2 separate regions of the Mus musculus genome follow, and region 2 is linked to region 1. Evidence: chromatin contacts called from public HiChIP or PLAC-seq data. All regions are on one chromosome and are shown on one strand. The core of a region is the stretch at or near the end of the contact, and the rest is flanking DNA. Distances in the headings are between cores, read along the strand shown.

The links. HiChIP or PLAC-seq counts read pairs in DNA pulled down with a chosen protein or histone mark.
Region 2: an H3K27ac HiChIP or PLAC-seq map of heart atrium shows a contact between it and region 1, with 22 read pairs. The contact joins the promoter of Fstl1 here to the enhancer-like site in region 1. A contact is called at or near these places in 5 of 39 promoter capture datasets (the 3T3-L1 cell line, 3T3-L1-derived adipocytes, cranial neural crest and 1 more), 1 of 15 datasets of contacts at CTCF or cohesin (the NIH/3T3 cell line), 21 of 484 Hi-C or Micro-C datasets (the C3H10T1/2 cell line, the HL-1 cell line, adipose-derived mesenchymal stem cells and 10 more), 7 of 115 datasets of contacts at active chromatin or transcription factors (the NIH/3T3 cell line, bone marrow-derived macrophages, cardiomyocytes and 4 more) and 2 of 9 other capture datasets (adipose tissue and pancreatic islet).

The regions. Positions count from the first base shown.
Region 1 is chr16:37,729,332-37,735,419 of GRCm38.p6, forward strand. No RefSeq gene overlaps it. Among named protein-coding and RNA genes, the nearest start is that of Gm46547, 17 kb to the left of the region's middle. Within about 2 kb of position 3,295, at least 81 of the 459 cell types and tissues checked have an H3K27ac peak or open chromatin away from gene starts, as enhancers often do. A contact at or near this core is called in the C3H10T1/2 cell line, the NIH/3T3 cell line, adipose tissue and 8 more, where this site is marked.
Region 2 is chr16:37,773,613-37,779,700 of GRCm38.p6, forward strand. It overlaps Fstl1 (follistatin-like 1), which reads left to right and starts at 3,443. Exons shown (of 11, transcript NM_008047.5): 1 at 3,443-3,540; 2 at 3,682-3,738. The coding sequence starts at 3,682.

The sequences.
Region 1 (6,088 bases), core at 2,045-4,544:
GATGCCCTAGTTGATTTCCAATGTATTTAGTATCCTTGATTTCAGAAGAATTCTTTTTTTTAAAAAAGGAGAATTATAATCAGCTTTTAATAAGGTCAATTCAAGAGCAGTGGCACAGAACTTGTTATCTGTGGCATTCGCTGCAGTCTTGGCTTGTTTTCTCATAAACTTCTATCAGTCGATTTATAAAAGTCAGATAAGGTTAGCTGAGCTCATTAAATAGCTCACTGGAGTTCAGCCTCAGGATGCCAGAGAAAGAAAGAGCAGCCTTCAAGAGAGCTCAGAGAGAGACCTGGAGGATAAACAGAGTTCATGTTGAGAGTGTGGACGGGGGCACAAGTCCTACCACACCCTCCTCTTCCACAGCCATGCCAGAGAGGTGCGTGAGAAACAGTGGCTGCCAGAGACTACCCTCCCTCACTGTCTCTTTGTTACAATAGTTTTAAAATTAGGTGGCCTTCCAGAATCCATTTGTTCACTAAAGGCGAACTGGAGCTGGGAAGTTAGGGGAAATGCCTGGTGGGTCAGCATCTGGGTACTGGTTTAGCTGCGGGGACAAAGCACAGGATCAGAACCTTATAAAGTGAGTCTGGGCTTATTGCCAAGACTGGCAAGGCTAGAAGAATGGGGTTGTGCTTCTCTGGTGTATAAATCGCCAGATGATAAGACCGCATTCTCTGAGCCAGCATATAGGAGATGGAACCAAGGGAGTTTATACATCCATAGCAGTAATAAATGGCACAGAGGCACAGATACTTAGAGCTGACAACCCAGGTTGATAATCCTTTTCTCGTTTATGTTCCAGGGAGTCCACCATACTCCTAAACACAGGTTCCTAAACTCAAGAGGATCGGCGGCAGAGAGAGAGAGAGAGAGAGAGAGAGAGAGAGAGAGAGAGAGCTGTCCCCGAGTTTCAGGGTCCAGTAAAGAAAGCCACAAGCGAAGAAGGCTTTGAGTGTGTGGTACTGTGGGGTTCACTGATCAGAAGGGTTCATTCTGTGGGCTCTGTTCTGTTTTGGGGACCCGGAGGGGGGTACAGGGACATAGAATCTGTAACTGACTCTGGAGAAAGGGAGACTTGAGAGATGTGTTGTTCTCATGAACCACTGATGAATAGGCGTGCTGTAAGCCCAGATGGAAAAGAGATGCCAAGAGTGTTAAGAAGCATTTGCGCCTGCCAGCCTTCCTTCCCTTTGCAGGGAGACACATGATATTTCCAGAGGGAACTTTCCAGTCTAATAAGGCTGCCTTTCCCAAACCCATGTGTCAGTCAAATGGATGATGTCTAAACCCGAACTCTCCCACACCTTGGTCTTCTAGTGCATGATTTATCGTTGGAAGGGAGTTCTGCTTTGGGAAAACGCCGCTTGGGTTTATAAGCACCCTGGGACTTGCAGAGTCTTACCTCACCTTCAGTCTCACCAATCCTTGCATTGCTAACACAAACCTACCCCATCAGCAAAGGACAGCACCTCCTAGCGATCCATGGCAGCCAAAGCCAAGAGTTCTTCAGTGTTACTCTTTATAATGGGTCTCGAGCAGTGCTCTGTTCTTATACCCACAGTGGGAGCCTGTGTCCTGCAAGCCATGGACTCTGGATGCAGCAGCCCTGAGTCTAGCAGTCTTGATCACCATCCCATTTGGAGCGACACATGGTGTGTCTTAGGGTTTCTATTGTTGTGATGTAACACTATGACCAAAAGCAACTTGTAGAGAAAAGGGTTTATTTCATCTTACAGCTTCTACTCCATCATCCAGGGAAGTCAGGACAGGAGCTTGGAGGAAGGAACTGAATCAGAAAAACAGAGAATGCTGCTTCCTGGCTTGCACTTCCTGGCTTGCACTTCCTGGCTTGCTCAGCCTGCTTCCTTATAAAATTCAGAACCATCACCAGCAGCAACCTGAGCCCCCCAATATAAGACATTTGCCTACAGGTCAGTCTTGTTGGGGGCGTTTCCTCAGTTGAGGCTCCTGCTTCCCAAATGACTCTTGCTTGTGTTGACATGAAACTAGCTAGCATAGTTTATATTGTAAGTATTCAAGAAAATAGTAGCATTCACTGGTTTTTATCGTTGTAAATGTTTGAATATCTCACAACTGGAAGACAGCAGTACAAAATCGTCTGAACAACCCTACACAAACACACAACTTTTCTTCCTTAGAGACAGTGAAACTGAGGCCAGTTGGGGGGAGACTTAGCCAAACAGAAACAGCAAATGGAGGCAGGGAATAAAGCGTATAGAAAGAGCAGAAACAGTGTAAGCAAATGGTAGTTAAAAAGAGGAAACAATGTAAGCAAATGATTGTTAAAAAGAGGAAACAATGTAAACAAATGATCGTTAAAAAGAGGAAGGGGGATTGGAGAGGCAGTTTAGCTGGCAAGCTGCGTCTCCTATAGCTTGTTTGTACCATACTTTTTGAAATAAATTTTATTTTCTTTTTGGTTGGGATGCTAGGATTGAAGCCAGGGCCTTTGGTGTGCTGAGCACACTCTTTGGTCAGTGAAGTACACACCCAGCACTGTCAAACCTATTAGCAAAGAGCTTTGCACTCGTATAAAGTGTCCTCTGTCGCTTTTCGTGGATGGAGATGTGAAGGGCGAGGACTGAGGTATCCTGGCCCCCCAAAACACCCAGTAAAACAGATTTCCCAGTCCTTTGTTTGCCCTCTGGCCCTTAATTCGCGAAAGCAGTTGCACTGTAATGATATTCTGGGATTGTCCCAGCTCATGAGAACAATTGACAGGAACCAAAGTATGAAACGAGAGAAGAAAGGAACTTTGGAGATTGCTAAAACCAAGCTCCTCAATTTCCCAATAATTCTAGGAACCAGCGCACAGTGCAGGGAGATGAAAAGGTTTTTGCAGACCACAAGGCTGTTCAGGGAAAGCCGAGGCCCAGCACAGATGTTTTGATTTCTAAGCAGCCCACTTCCCAAGAGTCTTCCAGGACAGAGATTTCTTTCTTTGGTTTCTTTCTTCATACTTTACTCAAAGTATGAATTCCAAATGGGTAAAATGTGACCCAAAGCACTGGTTTCTTTATTTTGGAATGTGTGTGTGTGTGTGTGTGTGTGTGTGTGTGTGTGTGTGTGTGTTTTAATTATTCTTTCGATCTGTTAACCGTAAGGAACTGAATTTAGTAAAGTACAGTGGAGCTTTCTATGCACTACTCTAAGTGCAGCTGAAACCAATTAGATGCTAATCAATTTTACTCCATCTGATGCAGAGTGGAAAAAATGTCCCAGAAGTCTCTCCACCCAAGATGTTCTTGGCAACGGGTCTCTTGCTGTAGCCCTCCCAGCTCTCTTAGTCATGTATACTCAGGAAGGAGAGCCAGCCAACTCCCTTCAGACCCCAGCAGAGAACAGAACCCAGACCAGCTTTCTCCCCTGAAATAAAAGTGCTTCTTCGGGAAGAGGGAAAGACTGCAGATTCAAGGCCTATACACATTACAGCTGTGAGAATATCAAGAATTACGGAAGCCCCAGCCCCATTCCACTCTCTGAGGCCACCACAGGATCTTTATTGCTGATCCTCTCATGTCTAGCTCCCCACCCCCCAGCTCTACCCCACTTCCAAGAGAAGCAAGGACCAAAGCAGACTTTCAAATCTGACGACTTATAGGGTTTGGATTGGGGTTCTGCTAGTTATTAAATGTGGTGCTAAACAACTTGTTTAACCACCGTAAGCCTCAATTTATTATAAAATGAAATAATAATAAAAAATCACCTTTAAATATTAAAGGATTTGAGAAACTTCCTGTATTAACTAATAACAATGAATAATGGTGACAACTTGCTTACAAAGTTGATTTCAGAATCTTCATGACAGATGAAACGTAAATACACAAGGTACTGTGTATGTTAATCATCTCTGTTTAATCATTCTACGAGATCTTTGTATTTAAAAATCTTACATTATATACCACATTATGTATTTATAGATAACACTTAAAGTGAATCTGATACATACGGTTAATCAATAGATGATTACATTGTCTCAGTGTTACTCCTTTTAACCACTCACCTATACTGGATGTTCAAGGCACTTCATTCATTTTCCTCTTATCCTGGTTCAAATATGTTACTCTGTGTGTGTGTGTCTGTCTGTCTGTCTATGTCTATCTGTGTCTCTGTCTCTCTGTCTATTCTACAACATGTGTATTAGGGAACCATGAGTCTTCCTGTCTGTTTCCTATGTACAGAATAAGGAACTTATCAGAATTTGATTTATAGAGTAACAGTCAGCTGACACTGAATATAAATTGAACTAAAACTCAAGACAGACTCTGGGGCATCCACAGTTCACTAATTTGCATCACCAGTGTGTCTGTATATATTTTTGAAACAGTCGCTAAGGAGTATACACCTCACAAATGCCTGCGACATCTTTCCACATTCTTAATCCTCATATGGACACAGAGATGAGTGAGCTGTGAGCCACCACCCCTAATCTGTTGCCAGGGAATTGGAAAGAGACAGGTATACCAATTGCTGGCCATCTTGGAGTGTTGAAGTGATTGAAGCAAGTGGTTAGGGTAAGACAGTCCCTTGTTAGAAGCCTAAGCCAGACTGGAACTCACTATATAACCAGGCTAAACTCAAATTCACAGCAATCCTGCCTCTGCCTTCTGGGTGTTTGGTTTACATGTTCATGAAATATTAGACCTATGTTCCCTAGCAACAAGGATACAGTGAAAATACCCGAATGTTATCATTCATGCTGGAGGACTGGTTCAGAAATCCTTAGTCAAATGCAACGGAGGTGCAGGGGAAACAGCTGTCCAGAAAGGACTTGCATGCAAGCATGAAGACGTAAGATTGGCACCCACCAGCACCCATATAAAATGCTAGGTACGAGCCAGAGAGATAGCTTAGCAGTTAGCAGCACTGGATAGTCTTCCAGAGGACATGGGTTCACTTCCTAGCAACCACATGGCAACTAACAAATTGTCTGTAACTTTAGTTCCAGGTGATCCAACACCATCACATAGATATAAATGTAGGCAAAACACCAAAGCACATAAAAAGAAATAAATCATTTTTCAAAAAGAAAGAAAGAAAAGCTGGGTATAGTAACATGTACTTGAACTTCCAGTGCTGGAAAATGGGAGACAAGAAGATCTCTGTGGCTTGCTGGCCAGTCAGCCTAGATTAACTGGTGAGACCCATGTTCTACTGAGAGACCCTGCTTCAAAAACATGGTGACATCTCCTGAAGGATAACTTACCTGAGGTTGATCCCAGGCTTCTTTGTATACACACACACACACACACACACACAAACACGTACATGTTGTGGATGGGTCTGGTGCTATTCTTGTGAACCAATCCCCTAATGAATAAAGGAGCCAATCACTGGGTGAGTAGGAGGGACTTATGAGTTGGATGGTGGAAGAGAGGAAGCAGGAGAGAGTTAGGTCTTTTTGGATGGGGATATCGTGAGGGTGAGGACAAGATGTAATTATGAGTGTCTCCCCGTTTCAATGGCAGATCGGTCAGGATTCACCACCAGAGGATATACATTTAATAAGGCTTACAAGTTAGGATTTTAGTTGCTGTGCCTAGTGATTGAGTTACCATTGTTTCTGAAATAATTTTGTGTTGTTTTCCTTCATGGGTTCAAGAGAGAAAGGTATGGCAGCTAAGCATGGGTTTGCCTGAGATGCACCACAAAGGCCTTGGGGGATTTGAAGCACAGTTTTGGGGTGGTAGAAAACCACCAGTGAGAACTTAGCGAAATCTTGGGAGCTCTAAGGCCAGAAAGTCTTCATGAGATAAAAATAGGTCAGCCATTGCTCATCAGTGCATGATCAGCCAGGTCACCAGAGCAGAGTTACCAGCACAAGTTCAAGGACATACCAATCTTTTCTGAAAAATTTTCCTGCAACAGAGGGGGACAGGGAGGGGGGAGGGGGGAAGGGGAGGGGAGGGGGAGGGGGACAGGGGAGAGGGATTCCTGGTTGGTTTTGTGGTTCACTTTCCTGAGTCACATGAAATATGTTTTCAGAACAATATCACGATTATTTCCCTTCCTTATTTCTTCACCAAGGATCACTTGGTTCTGAAATTATAGCAAAAAAGTTCAG
Region 2 (6,088 bases), core at 2,193-4,692, 44 kb after region 1:
GGATCTAAGGTTGGGTCCCCATGCGTCTAAGTCAGCCGATTCCCCCAGTCACAGTGATCAGTTAAGGAGACACAAAGAAAATCATTTTGGAGCTGGTGGTTCCCACATGAAATCACAGTACTGGGGAGGGTAAAACAAGAGGATTGGTTAAGGCCAAAGAGTGGGATTCTGGAAAAAAAGAAAGAAAGAAAGAAAGAAAGAAAGAGAGAGAGAGAGAAAGAGAGAGAGAGAGAAAGAAAGAAAGAAAGAAAGAAAGAAAGAAAGAAAGAGGGAGGGAGGGAGGGAGGAAGGAAGGAGAGAGGGGGAAAAAGAAAAAAAAAACCTCTTCTTGGACTTTAAAAACATATCTTAAGATGTCTATGACATCTCCAGAAAAAACGCTAACTCCCTCACCTACATTAGCCCTCTAGGGTCAGTTTCTCACCCTGAGAACAGACTGTAGCTCTCAGGAAGCACCCGGCAAATCCTGGGAAAGAAATGACTGCTGAAAGTTTTAAAAAAAAAGTAAGACATAGGTCCTGGGGACACAGGCAAGCTCCTTGGAGAAGAGTCCCTAAATCAAGCCCTTGTCCCAGCACTTCTCAGCTACATGAAGTCAATAAATCCCAGGCTACTTATTCAAATTGGCTTCTATAGAGAGACACTTAAATAAATATCTATCACTCACAATGGAAAATATCCCTCACCAAACCCAACTCCCTCTTATAATTAGTTTTGATGTTACTTTTATCTCTTTTGTCTCTGTTTGTTGATTATATAGCTATACTCTGAATCAAGGAGAATTATGTCCTAATATTAAACAGAGATAATAGTATACAATAAAATGCCAAGACATTTTATTGGGAAAATATCTGAGTTTTTCTGATCTTCAGTTTTCTTATCGGAAGATGGAAATCACTTTAAAAAGCTTTCAGTGTCTTGTAGCAGTTACCTAAAAATACGGCATGTTGCAAGCTCTGGTATCCCTGGCACATAGTACTGGCTACCATTTAGATGCAAGGCAGATCGATAAAATAATAATGGTTCTACCCTTTATAGAACCCTGCTTTCTGTCTGCCAGGCACTTTTTACAACCTGCCACTTTAAATTGTACTGGCCCCTGAAGGGCATCATGACTGCCATTTGTCAGATGCTAGAACCTAGGCTGGGAGAGGGCAAAGGTTAGCAGCTGGTAAGTGCAATGCCAGTATAGAAAGCCAGGTTGGTTTTGACTTCAAACTTAAGTATTTTCTACTACCCCCAAGCTGTTGTCAAGAAAAGGGCAAGCAAGAGATGCAAAGAAACTCATTTTCAGTTCTGAAAGCAATCAAGAGACTTTCCGTAAAGAAATGGCCTCCTTGTAAGCAGGAGATATCTGTGAGAAACCGCTTAGGCTATGTTGACAGCCCTCCTATGGGAAAAGCACAGGAAGTTTTGAGGGCACACAATGGTGTTATTAGAGGACAGAAGCAAACCTTAGTACATCCAAGCTCATTTCTTCAAATCTAGCACAATGACAGGCAGGGTAGCCAATGGGGGGCATTTATGCTCTGTTCATCTTGATCCAACAAATAGGAAGGCATGTAACACCTGACTGCTGAGCTTCAAAGAATGCATCATTCTCTCTGTGTTCTATTTTCCTTTCTGTTGCTGTGATAAAAGACATCGACCAAAAGCAACTTAGGGGGAGTGTATTTCATCTCAGAGGTCACAGTCCATCACTGAGGAGAGTCACAGCAGAAAGATCCCCAAGTGGGAACCTGGAGCAGAAATCTGGGAGGGATGCTGCTTGCAGGCTTGCTTGCAGGCTCATGCATAGCTAGCTTTCTAGCCCAGGACCAGGTGCCTACAGAATGGCACCACCCACAGTGGGCTAGGTCCTCCAACATCAACTATCAAGTCAATGCCTCCACAGACATAGGCCCGTCTAATAGGCAATTCTTCTCTTAGCTTCAGGCTATGTCAACTCAACAATCAAAACTAACTAGCACACCCCTCTTAAGTATAGAGGGCAGTGACTATTTATTTATTTATTTTTATTCATTAATTTTGCTTTTTCATGCAGCTAATTTTTACACAAGCAGGTTTTCCAACTCTCCCTGTACCTATGGGGTGTGTTTGATTCTGGGGTTCAGCAGTAGCAAACCCATTGCAGCCCCTGCTGTTTTAAAGCCATGGCCAACATTCCAATATGACCCATAACAGAGTTTACATTTTTGTTTCCATCTGTGTAGCACTCGGGCTATCTCAGTGTGGAATTTAGGCATAATTTTGAAACCTTCAGCTGTAGGTATTCAGCAGACCTCGGTAGACGATAAACTAAGACAAGTTCAGAGCACACCATGATACCTGGTATGATGAGAGCATCGGGGTGTGTGGCAAAGAAGGTGAAGAGAAGACGAAAAGGTTCGGCCACGGGGTGAAATGGAGTGCTTACAAGGAAGGCAGAAAGGTTGGATTTGGTGTGGGAGAAGAAAGTGGATGAAGTATCTCAGTGAATGAAGATGTGACACGGTACTGTCTAAACCCCAGAGCGAAAGAACATGGCGGTTAGTTTTCAGTGCTGTCAAGAATGGGCTGAGCAGGTAGAAAGTGGGAGTCGGCAACCAGAGGTTGAAATGTGTCACACAGAGATTTATTTTTGACCGCCAGAGATAGGGAAGCCAGGGCAGGAAAGAGATTGGGGATCCACACTCTTATTATAGGGGCGGCACACCTTTGAAGACCTCTGGGGAAAGAAACACTGGTGGAGATCAAAGGCTCAAAGAGGGACTTTTCCAGAAATGGCCAAGGTGCTAACGGGAGATTGGTGAGATGGAGAGGGGTTAGAGTTCCTGGGTTGGAGGGAAGCATATAAAAATGCTGCAGAGCAGGGCACTTGCCCCCTCTCCCTAGTACACCCACAGTTGACCGCAAAGTAGCTTTCTGCTCACCAGCCCATCTTGGGCTCCTATGCCTGCTTCCTTCTTGGGCTGTAGTAATACCTTCACATCCTCTACTCTCCCTTTTCCCTTTCAACAAGGAAGGGTGGCTCTGGGATGCTTAGGTTCGAGTCCCAGCCCTGGCATGGATGCCCACTGTACTGTCCATCTGGTTGTCACTGCAGTCCTCAGCGAGTTCCTTCTGTTACCCACCCCCACCCACCCCCCCGCTGCCGCAGGCCAGCGCCCCTCCCGGGCGTGGGATTTCTGTGATTTCCCCCGCCTTTGTTTCAGGGTCCCCTGAGACACGGACACCCAGTGCCTTCTCTTGAGATATCTGAAGATTCTTGGTTGGGGTCTAGGAGAGGACGGGGATGCCTGCGGTGCATGGACGCTCCTGGGCTACTGGCGGGGGCCGGGAGGAGGGAGCGCAGCGGGAGCCGCGGGGGCAGCGCTGCAGAAGGGGAGGAGAATAGGGAGGAGCTGGGGGGCCGGAGGGCGGGGAAGGAGGGGTCTTAAGGGGCGGCGAGCCCAGGTCGGACTTCCTCGGAGCCTGGTGATAAGCGACGCTCCCACCTTCGCCTCTAACTCGCTGCCGCCACCCTGCCCAGTGTCCTCCGGAGTCCCGGACCCGAGCACGGTGAGCGCGGTGCAGAGGCCGGGCCGCTGCGGGCACCGAGGGTGCTGGGAGGAGGGGGATGAATCTGTGGGACCCGAAGAAGTTTCTAGGGTCTGAGCGGGGCCCAGCGCCTTCACTCTCACCCTCTTCTCTCTTCCGCAGATGTGGAAACGATGGCTGGCGCTCTCGCTGGTGACCATCGCCCTGGTCCACGGCGAGGTAGGTGACCGGTCTCTGGGGTTTGCGCCCCAGCGGTCGAGTGTGCACTCTAGGGATGCTCTCTGGGGGTGGGACTGAAGGTCCCCCAGCCTTACGATGGAGTGGGATTCTGGCACGCTAGGAGCAGAAATTCTACCTAACAAACTTAGATCTCAATTCTTGAAATAGTTTGGGCCAAAAGCTGGAGCCCCACCACGCCTAATATGGAGGGAGGCTGGGGAGTGGGGAGAGAGGACAGACTGGGTGGATAGGAGCAGAGGCGGCGGCCAGAGCAGCCGCAGAGTTCAAAAAGGCGCCTTGAGTTCTGTTCACTTCAGAGGAAACAGAATAGTTACGGACTTTTTCTTTCCAAGTCTTTCCTAGCCGGGGGGGGGGGGGGGGGGCACTTAAAAGTTTTTTTTTTTAACAGCAAAATGAAATTTCCTTTCTTCTTCATAGAGTGAATTGAGATTTCCTGAAATGCATTTTCTTCTTTGTAAAATGTCCTGGATTTTTGTTGTTGTCATTGTTATTATCTGGGCCCTATAAGAGTCTTTTATAATCCAAATTTCCCCTTAAACTCGGTTGAGCAAATGCAGGAATCTGCGGCTCTACCCTTTGGGGGCCTCTGGTTTCCAGCTAAAATATGTAGAGTCTCTCTCTCTCTCTCTCTCTCTCTCTCTCTCTCTCTCTCTCTCTCTTGTTTTCTTTTCAACTCCAGTGACCTTCCTGAGACACTACAAACAAACCAACAAACCCTATGGCACAAGCCCCTCCATTAACTCAAAGGTTTAGGGACAGAAAATAAACAATTCTAAATTCCCTGGGCTCCAGTCTCCAGAAAAGTGAGGTCAGAAACTAAACATTTGATAATTGTGGCAGGAAATGTGGAAAGAATTAAAACGCATGAGAGAGAAGAAATGGAATGCACATTACAAAAGAAATAGCTCCCTGGTGGGTGGTTTATAGCCCCTCAGAGTTTTTCTTTCACTTTACAGTTTAGCCCCACCCTTTGCATCACAGCTTGAGTCAATCCCAGAATTAATAAATGCACACAGTCTTCAGGACTTTAAACACACACACACACACACACACACACACACACACACACACACACGCACACACTGTACTGGTGTGTGTTCCTTTAATTCACTGTATCACTGATTGAGGTAGAAGCAGTCTATTTTTATTTCTAGAGAAATAAAAGCAGCAAGTATTTATTAGGTAGCTACTACTTGTATTAAGATTCTACTTTAATCATAGGGGAACTGAGTCAGGGAAGTTTGTGCAACTTACAAAATAAGTTATAGTAGTGAGGGCAAGATGCAAACCCAAGCCGTCTGGCTCCAGACTCCAGACAATTCATCACTACCTGGCCCGCTTACAAACATGAGGGCTTAGGATTTTACCAAGTGTTTTGTGTCTGCTCGGATCACTTCTAGCATTTCTTTTAAAGCCTCTCAGCCCTGTGAGTTGGGCTTTGTTAGTTCCGTTTTACAGAGCAGGGAACAAAGTTAAGGAAACTCATTAAATGGCCCGTGTTCAGATAACTGATTAGCTTTGGAAGTGGATCAGTATGTGACCCCCTCCCTCTACCTTTCAGATACGCCTTGAGCCCCGTTTGCCCCTCAGCCATTTTCTTTGAGTGGAGGAAATAGCCTCGGTTTTTAACTCTGGTTAAAGAATGCTCCTCCATCCTTGTGATGGCCCTCAACACCGTTAGCCAGTGGCTCTCACCTTTAATTCCAACACGTGGGAAGCAAAGGCAGGTAGAGCTTTGTGAGTTCAAAGCCAGCCTGGTCTACCTAGTGAGTTTCATAACAGCTAGGGCTAAACAGTGAGACCCTGATGATTAAGATGATGATAAAATAGCCAGGCAGTGGTGGCACATGCCTTTGTTCCCAGCACTCAGGAGGCAGAGGCAGATGGATCTCTGTGAGTTCGAAACTAGCCTGGTCTACAAAGAGTTCCAGGACAGCCAGGGCTACAGAGAGAAACCCTGTCTTGAAAAACCAAACCAAAAAAAAATAATAATAATAATTAATTAGTCAGTCAATAAAAAGAGAGCTACTCTTCTGTGATAGATGAAGTGAATTCCTGGTTAATTTCTCAGCCAGCTTAGGAATTGCCAACCACTTTGTGAAAAGACAGAACCGTTTGCAGAAGTAAGGAATCTGTGTCTCATCAGCACGAGACTGTGAGTCTCAAGGTCTGCGATCTGTTCTAAGTAACCTACTCCTCACTCCAGCCTCCTCATCCCACTGCACAGCAGAGAACAGCTCACTCCAGGTAGTAAGGGCCCCTCACTGCAATTTCCCACTGGAGCTCTATGGAAGAACATTCAGTTCCCAGGAAAAACCTGCAGAGAAAG